Linked DNA regions of Mus musculus: region 2 is linked to region 1. Evidence: chromatin contacts called from public HiChIP or PLAC-seq data. All regions are on one chromosome and are shown on one strand. Each heading gives the region's core, a stretch centred on a gene start, on an enhancer-like site or on the middle of the called end of the contact. The rest is flanking DNA. Distances are from core to core; before and after follow the strand shown.

Evidence for each region. HiChIP or PLAC-seq counts read pairs in DNA pulled down with a chosen protein or histone mark.
Region 2: an HNF4G HiChIP or PLAC-seq map of pancreatic cancer cells shows a contact between it and region 1. The contact joins two enhancer-like sites. A contact is called at or near these places in 6 of 39 promoter capture datasets (HPC-7-derived erythroid cells, embryonic stem cells, hematopoietic stem and progenitor cells and 3 more), 2 of 15 datasets of contacts at CTCF or cohesin (the NIH/3T3 cell line and embryonic stem cells), 14 of 484 Hi-C or Micro-C datasets (the HL-1 cell line, bone marrow-derived macrophages, cerebral cortex and 7 more), 4 of 115 datasets of contacts at active chromatin or transcription factors (the NIH/3T3 cell line, bone marrow-derived macrophages, embryonic stem cells and 1 more) and 2 of 9 other capture datasets (adipose tissue and pancreatic islet).

Annotation. Positions count from the first base shown.
Region 1 is chr6:85,271,648-85,277,031 of GRCm38.p6, forward strand. All of the region lies in intron 6 of Sfxn5 (sideroflexin 5), which reads right to left. Among named protein-coding and RNA genes, the nearest start is that of Sfxn5, 59 kb to the right of the region's middle. Within about 2 kb of position 2,979, at least 6 of the 459 cell types and tissues checked have an H3K27ac peak or open chromatin away from gene starts, as enhancers often do. A contact at or near this core is called in pancreatic cancer cells, where this site is marked.
Region 2 is chr6:85,354,769-85,360,372 of GRCm38.p6, forward strand. The region is part of intron 1 of Rab11fip5 (RAB11 family interacting protein 5 (class I)); the gene reads right to left. Among named protein-coding and RNA genes, the nearest start is that of Rab11fip5, 17 kb to the right of the region's middle. Within about 2 kb of position 1,948, at least 27 of the 459 cell types and tissues checked have an H3K27ac peak or open chromatin away from gene starts, as enhancers often do. A contact at or near this core is called in pancreatic cancer cells, where this site is marked.

The DNA.
Region 1 (5,384 bases), core at 1,729-4,228:
CTAAACATACACACACACACACACACACACACACACACACGCACACGCACACATGCACTTTTTAAGAGTCTTATGTGTCCTACTTTGGTCTTGCCCTTGCTGTGTAGCAGAGAATAACCTTTAACTTCCTGTCATGTGTCCACCTCCCAAGTGCTGGGATTGCAGGAGACAACCATGCTTGGGAGCTGCAGTGGTTTGAATATGCTCGGCCCAAGGGAAGTGGCACTATTAGGAGGTGTGGCCTTGTGGAATAGGTGTGGCCTTGTTGGTGAAAGTGTGTCCCTGTGTAGGCAGGCTTTGAGGGCTTCTAGGCTCAAATTCTGCCCAGTACAGAAGAGAGCCTCATCCTGGCTGCCTTTGGATCAAGAAGTAGAACTTCCAGTCAGCTCCTTCTCCAGCACCATGTCTGCCTGGACACTGCCATGCTCCTGCCTTGATGATAATGGACTGAACCTCTGAAATCATAAGCCAGACCCAATTAAATGTTGTCCTTTATGAAAGCTGCCTTTGTCATGGTGTCTCTTCACAGCCATAAAACCTTAACTAAGACAGGTGCTGAGGACTGAACCCAGGGTTTTGTGTATGCCAAGCAAGCACTGAGCTACTACATACATCTCCAGCCCTAAATGTGTGTGTGTGTGTGTGTGTGTGTGTGTGTGTTTGTGTGTGTGCCTGTCTGTCTGTCTGTCTGTCTGACTGATGACTGAATGACATTTGGAGGTCAGAGGACAACTTTTAGGAGTCAATTCTCACTTTCCATCTTCTTCTGAGGTGAAGTCTCTCTTGTCTCTGTCCCTGCATTGCACACTCCAGGCCAACTAGCCCATGAGCTCTGGGCTATTCTCCTGCCTCCACTTCCCATCACAATATGGAAATGGTTAGGCTATAGATGCACATGCAGTCTCCGGCTTTTTACACGGGTTCTGTGGATCCTGACTCGAGGAGCCAAACACCGGTCATCAGGCTAGCGCAGCACGGGCTTTACTCGCTGACTCATCGCCCTGGCCCTTCTGCTCTGTTTTGAGACAGAATTTAACACAGCACAGGCTGGCTCTGACCTTCCTATGCAGCTGAGGGTGATCTTGAATTCACAATCCTCCTGCCTCTACTTCACACATCCCAGGTTTACCGGCATGCACCTGGCTGACCTTGACAGTGGGCATCAAGGGCTTGTGTGAGTCTCTTAGGTTTACCTTTAGAGTGTTTGTGTGCAAAACAACATCTACTGAGCACAGCTACATATGGGAAAAATGTGCACAGCCATCCACATATTGACTTATTTATTATTCCTGTAGATAAAATGGCTCTTTGGCAAGAATTTCCGCAAGGAACAAGTATAAACATTCAATACTATGCAGTAAATCAAATTCTAGACATCCTTAGCAGCATTAGTAAATCATGTTTTAAACATTAAAATGTTTTAAAACAGCGAACACACACGCACATTTATATTTATTGGCCCATATCAGTTTGAATAAAATTACAGAACGAAAAGCCATTCCTCAGCTCTGAGAGGAGCTATGTAAGGGTTTTTTTTTTCCTTCCAGAGTGAAATCTCTACTTGATTCTTTTGTGCAGTGGCCAGTTGGACAACGAACTGAAATCCAGTCAGGAGACCTTAGATTGCTTAGATTGCTCTTGGATTCTTGATTCCTTCTGGAGTTGGACCTTTTTATCCTATAGGGAAAAGGATTGACCCTGAAGATCCTAGCTCAATTCCACACACACACACCCCAGTGTGTGTTGTTTGGGTGTGTGTACGGGGTATATATTTGTGTATAAATGTGTGTGTGTGTGCATGTGGAGATTGATTGTAGAGTGTATTTCTCAATCACCTTCCATCAGTAGTCATTACTTTTTTTTTTTTTATTTTTCCCAGCCCTGCTCTCTCCAACCCTGCTCACTTCAGCCCTGCTCTGGTCATATTAATTTCATATATATGGGTACTCTGTCACTATCTTCAGACACAGCAGAAGACAGAATCAGATGCCCATTACAGATGGTTGTGAGCCACCATGTGGTTGCTGGAAATTGAACTCAGGACCTCTGGAAGAACAGTCAGTGTTCTTAACTGCTGAGCCATCTCTCCAGCCCTCATTACTTATTCTTAATGTACATGCACAGGTGTTTTGCCTATACATGTGTCTGTGTATTACTTATGTTCAGTGTCTAAGGATACCAGAAAAGGTTGTCAGATCTCTGGGACTGGAGTTACAGATAGCTGTGAGTTACTGTGTGTCGAGAACCTAACCCAAGTCCTCTGTAACAGCAGCCAATGTGCTTAACCACTGGGCCATCTTTCCAGCCCTGCCACCTCTATGCTCTGAGGAAGGCTCTCACTGAGACTGAAGCTCTGGCTGGCCAACATGCTTTAGGGATCCCCCTGTCTCCATACTCCACCTCCACTATGCCAGTGTTACAGGCACACACCACTGTACCTGGATTTTTCCATGGGTTCTATGGATTTGAACTCTGGCCCTCATGCTTGTGTGGCAGTCATTTGCAGACTTAGCCATCTACACACTCCCCAGCTCAGTTCAAAAGTCTATTCTCAGCTTCCAATTGTCTGGAGAGGCAACCCCATCCTCCATGAGGTGCCTATATAGTGAAGGCTCCTGAGGGACCCAGGCACTTTTCCTTCTTGAAGCTCTGGCCAGAGTAAAGAGAAGCTGAACCTAGAGTGACTGAGGGGAGGGTGGGGACATCACACACAAGCACATGAATTCTGCCTCTTAAAAACTGGGGTAATTCATACTGGCTATTCGCAAGTGTTCACGTCACACAGCCTGCCCCCACCCCATGGTTTTTACATCATATTGTAAACTATGCAATATGTTTACCTCCAAATCCCAACTCCCGGATGGTGCTTAAGCTACCAAGAATGTCCTCAGACACCATTACCCAGGACTCTGTGTATTACCAGGCTCCTGCTGTCCAGGATGGTCACTGCACTTTGGATTGTGGTGTCCCTTTACTGAGTCACCTCAGAAACACTTCCTGGCTTCTAAGTCAGAGAGTGCATGTCCAAGCAATTGGTTTGCATTGTCTTGCTGACCCTGGGTCATTTTCCTGTGTCTGACCATTAAGAGGCCTAGGCCAGGGTCAATAAGATAGCTCAGTGGGTAAAGTGTTGGCCATCCAAGCCTGACAACCTGACTTCCATACCTAGACATACATGGTGTTATACATGTGCATGCACACATGTGCACACACGCACACACAACAACAACAACAACAAGACTAAATAAGTAAGTAAATAAAATTAAAAGAAACTCTTGCCAGCTCCCTCAAATACAGACCCACACTGCCCATGTTCTGTGCCCATTCCCAGCCTCTCCATCTTCCCTTTGCTAACCTTCTCTGGGAATCATTTTATCCTTATAGTATGCCTTTTTAAAAAGTGACACATATGCCAGGCAGTGGTGGCGCATGCCTTTAATCCCAGCACTTGGGAGGCAGAGGCAGGTGGATTTCTGAGCTCAAGGCCAGTCTGGTCTACAGAGTGAGTTCCAGGACAGCCAGGGCTACACAGAGAAACCCTGATTTGAAAAAACAAAATGACACATAATCTTTTCTAGAACAATCCAGATCCCTAAATAAACTTGCACCTAGGCTATGTCAGACATACTCCCAATACACATGACTCTGACTGTGTTGGACAACCCTTGCTGCCTGCTAAACACAAACCTGGTGTCCACAGCAGTGCCTTGAGCCTCTAAAACTTCTCCACGCTTTTCATCTTCTTACTAAGCACGCATCATTTACCATAACTCTTCAATAATGAGGACCCTATAAAATAGAGATGACCTTCCTGTTTGGCTGAGGCTTTGAGATGTGCAGGGAATCAATCCAAGCCTTTATAGTGAATTGAAGAGTCGGGTCTCTCAATCTCCAGCTTGGCACTCTGGTTCTAATTTTAGGGTACTCCTCCAGCTTGTCTCAATGAGCACAAAGGACAAGGGGGTTCAGTTACCACTCTAGCTGGTTGATGGGGCATAGACTATGTAGTGTGCTCTAAGGCTTCTGGCACAGCAGGGGTAGGGAGTGGACTTAAAATGGTGTCTGTGATGGTAAATCTTCATTGTCAACTTGACTGACGGAATTTAGGATGACACAAACCTCAGGGTGCTTCCATGATAGATTCTGCAAAAATTTAACTGAGGTGGGAAAAACCACCCAGAATGCAGGCAGCCCTATCCCATGAGCTGGAGTCCTGAACTGAAGAAGAAGTAGAGAGCTAGCTGAGTGCCTGCCTGCATTTGTGTATGCTCCCTGAGAAGTTGGCGGTGTAATGTGGCCACCTCCCTTCCAGCTGCTGTGACCTCTCACCGTGAGGGACAGTGTCCTCAAACTACAAGCCGAAACAAATTCTTCTTACTTAAATTACATGCATGTATGCATGCACATATATAACACCATGTATGTCTATATAGAAGTTTTGTCACGGCAAAGAGAAAATTAACCAAAACACCCCCTAACCACAAAACACAAAGACCAGACAAGACAGGAAAAGCTAGACTGGCCAAAGAGGTTCTCGAGAGTGAGCAAGGCTGATGGACCCTAACATTCAAACAGGACTTTAGGAAAGCCAGGCTTGACTAACTATTGGCAAACAGAAGTTGACTTCTGCTAAGGGAGATGTGTGTGTGTGTGTGTGTGTGTGTGTGTGTGTGTGTGTGTGTGTGTGAGAGAGAGAGAGAGAGAGAGAGAGAGAGAGAGAGTGCATGCATGTCTGCATGTGTTTGTGTATGTGTGACAGGAGCCAGGCAGCTGAGGCAGCGGGACAACAGAGCCACTGGCCTGACTGGGAAGAATGTCCCAGACATTGACAAAAGACAATCTAGAGAGGGTAAGGATGGGAGACCAGGGACACCAAAGAGCCCACTGGGTCCCTGTGGCCAGGCGGGGCCCAGAGCACATGGTGCCAGCCTCGTTCCCTATTAGGCAAAGCACTGCACCATCTGTATAGTCCCAGGAGCAGGAGCAGGAGCAGGCGTTTTATAACTTCCTTTTCTTTTTCAGTCTACATTAAAAATAAATGTTCCCTTCAGCTCTCAGATGTATATCTCTAGTGCAACCTGCCCACATTCCCTCCTGCTGCCCTTTCCAGAACATGGCAGGGGAAGGGAAGGAAGAGATGGAGAGAGGGAGCCAGTCCACCCGGCTGATGCCAGTGGATCACACCTCTTCTAAGAGGGAAGCGCGGCAGGCACGGCCACACATGGTGGAAGGTGCCCAGAATGCATGGGGACCAGGGAAATGGAAGTGGAGGAAATGGGAGCCAACAGCCAGGCTTGCTTCCCACCCCCACCCTCCCGCACCGCAGGACCTTGGCCAAATCACACATCCCATCTTTGCATTTATAGTTCATGCAGTGGCTGGAG
Region 2 (5,604 bases), core at 698-3,197, 82 kb after region 1:
GGGAATAATGCAGCTGTCGGGCTTGGCAGTGACTGCCTTTCCCTGCTGGGCCACCGAATTGGCCCTCTAATGGGATCTGTAATTTCAAATGCCCAAGAAGCTGGGAAGAGGGCTCACTGTGTAAGAGTGCTTACTGGACAAACATGAGAACGTGGGCTTGGATTTCCAGAACTCATGTGAAAAGACAGGTGTGGACTGTGTGCCAGCACAGAGACTGTGTGTCAGAGGCAGAGACAGGGGACTCCTGGGGCTTTTTGGCCACCAGTCTAGCTACAGATTTGATTCCCAACACCCACATGGCAGTTCACAACCAACTCTTAATCCCAGTCCCGAGGGATCCAAGGCCGCCTTCTGACATCCCAGGGCACCAGGCACACACATGGTACACATACACACCATCCAGGCAAAACACTTGTATACATAAAATAATAAAATAAATATATGTGAGAACCATTTTAATGAGTTAACTACTGTGGGATGGTGGTACATGCTTGTAACCGTGCACAAGGTTGAGACAGGAGGACTCATCCATGTTTAAGGCCAGCCTAAACAACATAAAAAAGGACTCTCCAAAAAAGTTGTATTGCTTTAAAAAGAAACACAGTTTAATAGTATACACCTATAATGTCAACACTCGAGAGGCAGAAACAGGGGGTTTACTGCAAATTCAAGGCCAGGCTGGGCTATGTTGTGAGTTCCCAAGCAGTAAAGGCTACAGAGTAAAGGGGGTGGGGGGGGAGGGAGAGAGGGAGAGGAGAGAGAGAGAGAGAGAGAGAGAGAGAGAGAGAGAGAGAGAGAGAGAGAGAGAACAGCAAGAAACTATGAAAGAAACAACACAAGAAAGTTTTCTTGAGCTGGGCAAGGTGGCGCACACCTTTAATCCCAGCACTTAGGAAGCAGAGGCAGGCAGATTTCTGAGTTCAAGGCCAGCCTGGTCTATAAAGTGATTTCCAGGACAGCCAGGACTACACAGAGAAACCCTGTCTCAAAAAAAAAAAAAAAAAAAAAAAAAAAAAAAAAAAAAGAAAGAAAGAAAGAAAGAAAGAAAGAAAGAAAGAAAAAGAAAGTTTTCTTGAACTGAAAGCTACCAGCAAAAGGCCCCAAAGTACATAACCCAAAGAACAAAGTCAGCACCACACCCACCAATGTTGCTATGAGACTTCCAAACCACAAGCAAATAAAGAAAACCCCAAAGGCCTCCATTATCAATTATCATTACCATTATCACAGGGCAATGACTATCTCCAAGTATCTGGGGGAAATGCTTCTCACTAGTCTAGAATTCAAGACCAGAACTCAAGCAAGGGTGAAGGCCCTTAGCATTGCTGCCAACAGGCTCAGAGCCCATGACACACACAGCGGGCATGCATGCATGCGTACCTCAGGAGCATAAGGCAACCATTCCTCACTGGGAGCCCCCTTCCCCACAACACTGGCAATTTGGAGGTCCTGGCAGGCAGAGGAGGTTGGGAATGGGAGTGGGCCCTTTCATTAAAGCCTGCTATGTAGCTAGGCTTGGTAGGTGCACAAGTGTAACCCTAGCTCTTGGGAGGCTGTGGCAGGAGAATGACCAGCTCAAGACCAGCCCGGGTTACATAGTGAGGGAGTGAGTGTGGTTAGATTTCTCATCCAAATATACAGAATAAACTCACCATAAGGCTAGTGGCAGTGGGCTTGTTTTATTGTGGGGGGAGGGGGGTCTTAATGTTTGAGGTAGGGTCTTATTATGTAGCCTAGGCTGGTCTCTAAATTAGGATCTGCCAGCCTCAGCTTCTGAGTCCTGAGGTTAAGGCGTGTGTAACAATAGCTGATTTCTCAGCCTTTAGGTCTTTTAAGAACCAAGGTCCCAGTCACTTTTCTCAAATCCAGACAAAACCCCACCAAGACCTAAGAAATAGAAGGGGGGGGTGTTACAGACTCTAACTCCAATCCAGCCCCTGCTAAGATGCTAGGAGGACCACAGACATCCTCTGTGCTTGGCCTGAAGGTCACATGCAGCAAAAGAGATCACCGGGTGACAGGCTGCAGGGAAATTATCTTCTCTGTGGCTATTTTTGTACTGCTTGAATCTTTTATAAGGAGCATCTATCATCACGGTAATACAAAGGAGAAATACCAGGCCTGAGTTCTTGTCTTCCTCTACAGCTTCTGGGCCCACCAAAGGGGGTACTCTAGGGACTTCCCCAGGTAAAGGCAAGGGGTGTCAGCAGCCCAGGCTGAGGATTGACCCTTTTTCCTGTGAGGTCACTACCTCATCTGATACTTCTAGGAAACTTGAATCTCTATCTGGGAGGCCAGAAAGGAAGAAGGGCTTTGCTCAGTGTGATGGTTAATATTAACGGTTTATCTGAATGATGGAAAGTTACACAGGGAGCAGGCACATCTTTAAGGGCTTTTATCTATTAGGTTCATTGATGTGGGAAGATACACCTTAACTGCAGGCAACCATTGTTAACAGCTGGGACTCCCCCACCCCAAAGGAATAAAAAGGAAAAGGAAACTAAGCATTACATTGTTGCTCTCTGCTTCCTGACTGCAGATACAATGTAACCAGCTGCCTCCCATTCTTGACAGAATGACCTCAGTGCCTCCATTTACCACAGTACCTCCAGACTGTGACCTAAAACGAGCCCTTCCTCCCTTAAGCTGCTTTTGTGAAGGTATTTTATCACAGCAAAAGGGAAAGTAAGTGGTTAAGACACTCAGCATGTCTCAGATTCTCTTGTCCATAGAAGACTGGGGCTACAAATGCTTGGGACACAGAACACTGTCACTCCTGTCCTTCAACAGGTTCACTCAGCCCCTCTCTAGCAACCAGATCAGACACCTTGAGCACTCTGAGGACTTGGCCAGAGCTCAGCCTCCTCCAGAATGGTGACCCTGCTCTTGCTGAGATGATAAAAACCCTGAGAAATTCTTGCATCCTCATTCCTAGACAAGTCCTCAACTATGCCCTACTCAGACCTGCCAGGCACCAAGCTACTGGGTTCCTAGGGGAAAGGCAGCCATAGACACTGCCTAGGAGGCTGACACAGGGTACACACACCAAAGAAACAGGGGCAATCAGGCAACTTCCTGCAGCCTGAGGTTCCCCACATCTCTGTCCATGAGAAGGCAGACATAAACAGCCATAACTAGCCATGTAGCCCTCTCCTATCTCCAGCAATGGACAAGGGAAGGTAGGACCTGACTTAGAAGCTCTCAGGTACCCTTCCTCACTCTCCATCCTCTGCTCCTCCAAGTCCACCTGGGTGGGCTTGTCACAGCCACGGCAACCTCAGGGGCCATTCTGATGCCTGGCCCACTACTCCCATTCAGGGTTGAGACCTACCCCAAATCCATTAGGATTTGGCCAAAGCCTCAACAAAGCTCTTGAATTCTTGTCTAAAAAACTAGAGATAGAAAAGTAAGTCACGACTTGGCTGGGTTGTATACAAGGCCAGAGCTCAACAGCCAAGGCCCCACCAAGTTGGGTATTATTAGCTAAGGCCACACCCAGATGGGCATCATCAGTGTAGGATCATTTTGTCCGTTAGCCCTCTAGAGACACCAAGCCTAATTAGAACATATGGAACTATAAAGTTCTGACTGGAAATATAGATATGACAGACATATCGGTGGGGGCACCTCAGATGACTACTCTCAGTCCTGGGTGAGAACAGGATGGATGGTCCCTGCCTTATCTCCATTAATTTGTCAAGTCAGAAACTGAATTTCCTTCCACATGGTCTCAGCATCCAAGGCACTCAGGTGAAACCAAAAGAATCCTTTGTTGCCCTGGACCCAGCCAAGTCGTGACTTACTTTTCTATCTCTAGTTTTTTAGGTAAGAGTCCAAGATGTTGCCCAGGCTGGCCTCAGATTCTCAGTCCTCCTACCTCTGCATGTGGGGGTGTAACTGCCAACAGGACGGGCTTTTTTGTTTGGGATATGATCGATTGGATGTAGGCCCTCATGCATTCCAAGCAAGTATTTTACCACTGAGCTATATTAAATCTCAACCTTTATTTGTATTTTTATAATTTTTTATCATTTTGTGTGTGGGTGTCTTACCTGCCTGTGCCCCTCTTGCATGCCAAGGGCCCTTAGAGGCCAGAGCAGAGCATCAGCTCCTGTAACTGGGACTACAGATGTTTGTGAACCATCATGGGAGCACTGGGAAGTGGACCTGTCCCTTCTGGAAGAGCAGGCAAAGCTCTTTACCAAGAAGGTACTTCTCCAGTCCCCTAAATTATGTTTGGAACAAAGTTTCACTAAGTTAACCTGGCTGACCTTGACTTTGCCCTGTAACCCAGGGCGGCCTAGAATGCTGATCCAACTTTGTAAGGAGGCTTGTGCCACCAGACCCAGCCAAGACATACTTCTTATGAGATGACTAGCCCTGAGTGTGCCCATCCCTCCCAGAAGAAGGCAACCTGCCAAGAGATAGCACACCTGGGTAAGGGACCACCAGCCCCTTAAAGCAGTTCTTACAGACCAAGTAGGAAACCACTTCTGAAATGCCACAGCAAAAACAGTGACCCTGGGCTGGTGAGATGGCTCAGTGGGTAAGAGCACCCGACTGCTCTTCCGAAGGTCCAGAGTTCAAATCCCAGCAACCATATGGTGGCTCACAACCATCCCTAATGAAATCTGATGCCCTCTTCTGGAGTGTCTGAAGACAGCTACAGTGTACTTACATATAATCAATAAATAAATCTTTAAAAAAAAATTAAAAAAAAAAAACACAGTGACCCTGCTCGACCTGTGACCGCAGTGCACATCTGGTCCTCAAAGCATGGGTTCCTCAGTTCCTGCAGTTTGGTATCACCCACATACCAGCACCCCAAAAATGCACACGGTACCTCAAAACAGGCAAGTTAGTACCTTTTTTACTGCAAAAGAGCCTCTGGCTTTGGGTTGGGTCTTGGGCTAGCTCAACCAGTAATGCATTTGCCATGCAAGTGTAAGGACATGAATTCAAATCCCCGCAACCCACATGAAGCTGGGCATGCTGACACACATCTGTACCCCCAGAGCTCCTATAAGGAGATAGGAGGCAAACACAGGAGAATCTTCAGAAGCTCCTAGGCCATCTAGCCTGGCCTAGACAGTGACAAACAGCAAAGAGACCTGACTCAATCAAGATGGAAGCTAAGAACCGACCCCTGAGGGAGCTTAACTTACGGGGAGCTCCTACACACAGGGTCCTGCATGACTTTTACTGTCTTTTATTGTTTTGTTGTTGTTGTTTTTACTGCTTTTATTGCTTTATTATTTTCCACTGTTTGCACTGTTGATGAAAAACTGAGTTCTGTAATTTGCCCGTGGTCACACAATTACTAAGTGGAGTCAATGTGAACATGAAGTTGGCTGGCTCCAAGCTCATGCCCTTTCAGCTTTAAGGTTCAGGATCTCTCCAGGGGGGTACCCTGTGAGGCAGAGGACGGAGAAAGACTCCTGAATAGGCCTGGGAGTAACCCAGTGTGTCTGGCCTGCAGCTACAGCTCCACAGAAGCCTGTTGGGTGGGTTCTCCTGCCGCTGAGACAGGTGTGCGCGGCCACTGCCATATCAGTTCTCCAAGCACCGGGGTTCCCAGGTTACACTGTGTGGTAAATGGTGGGA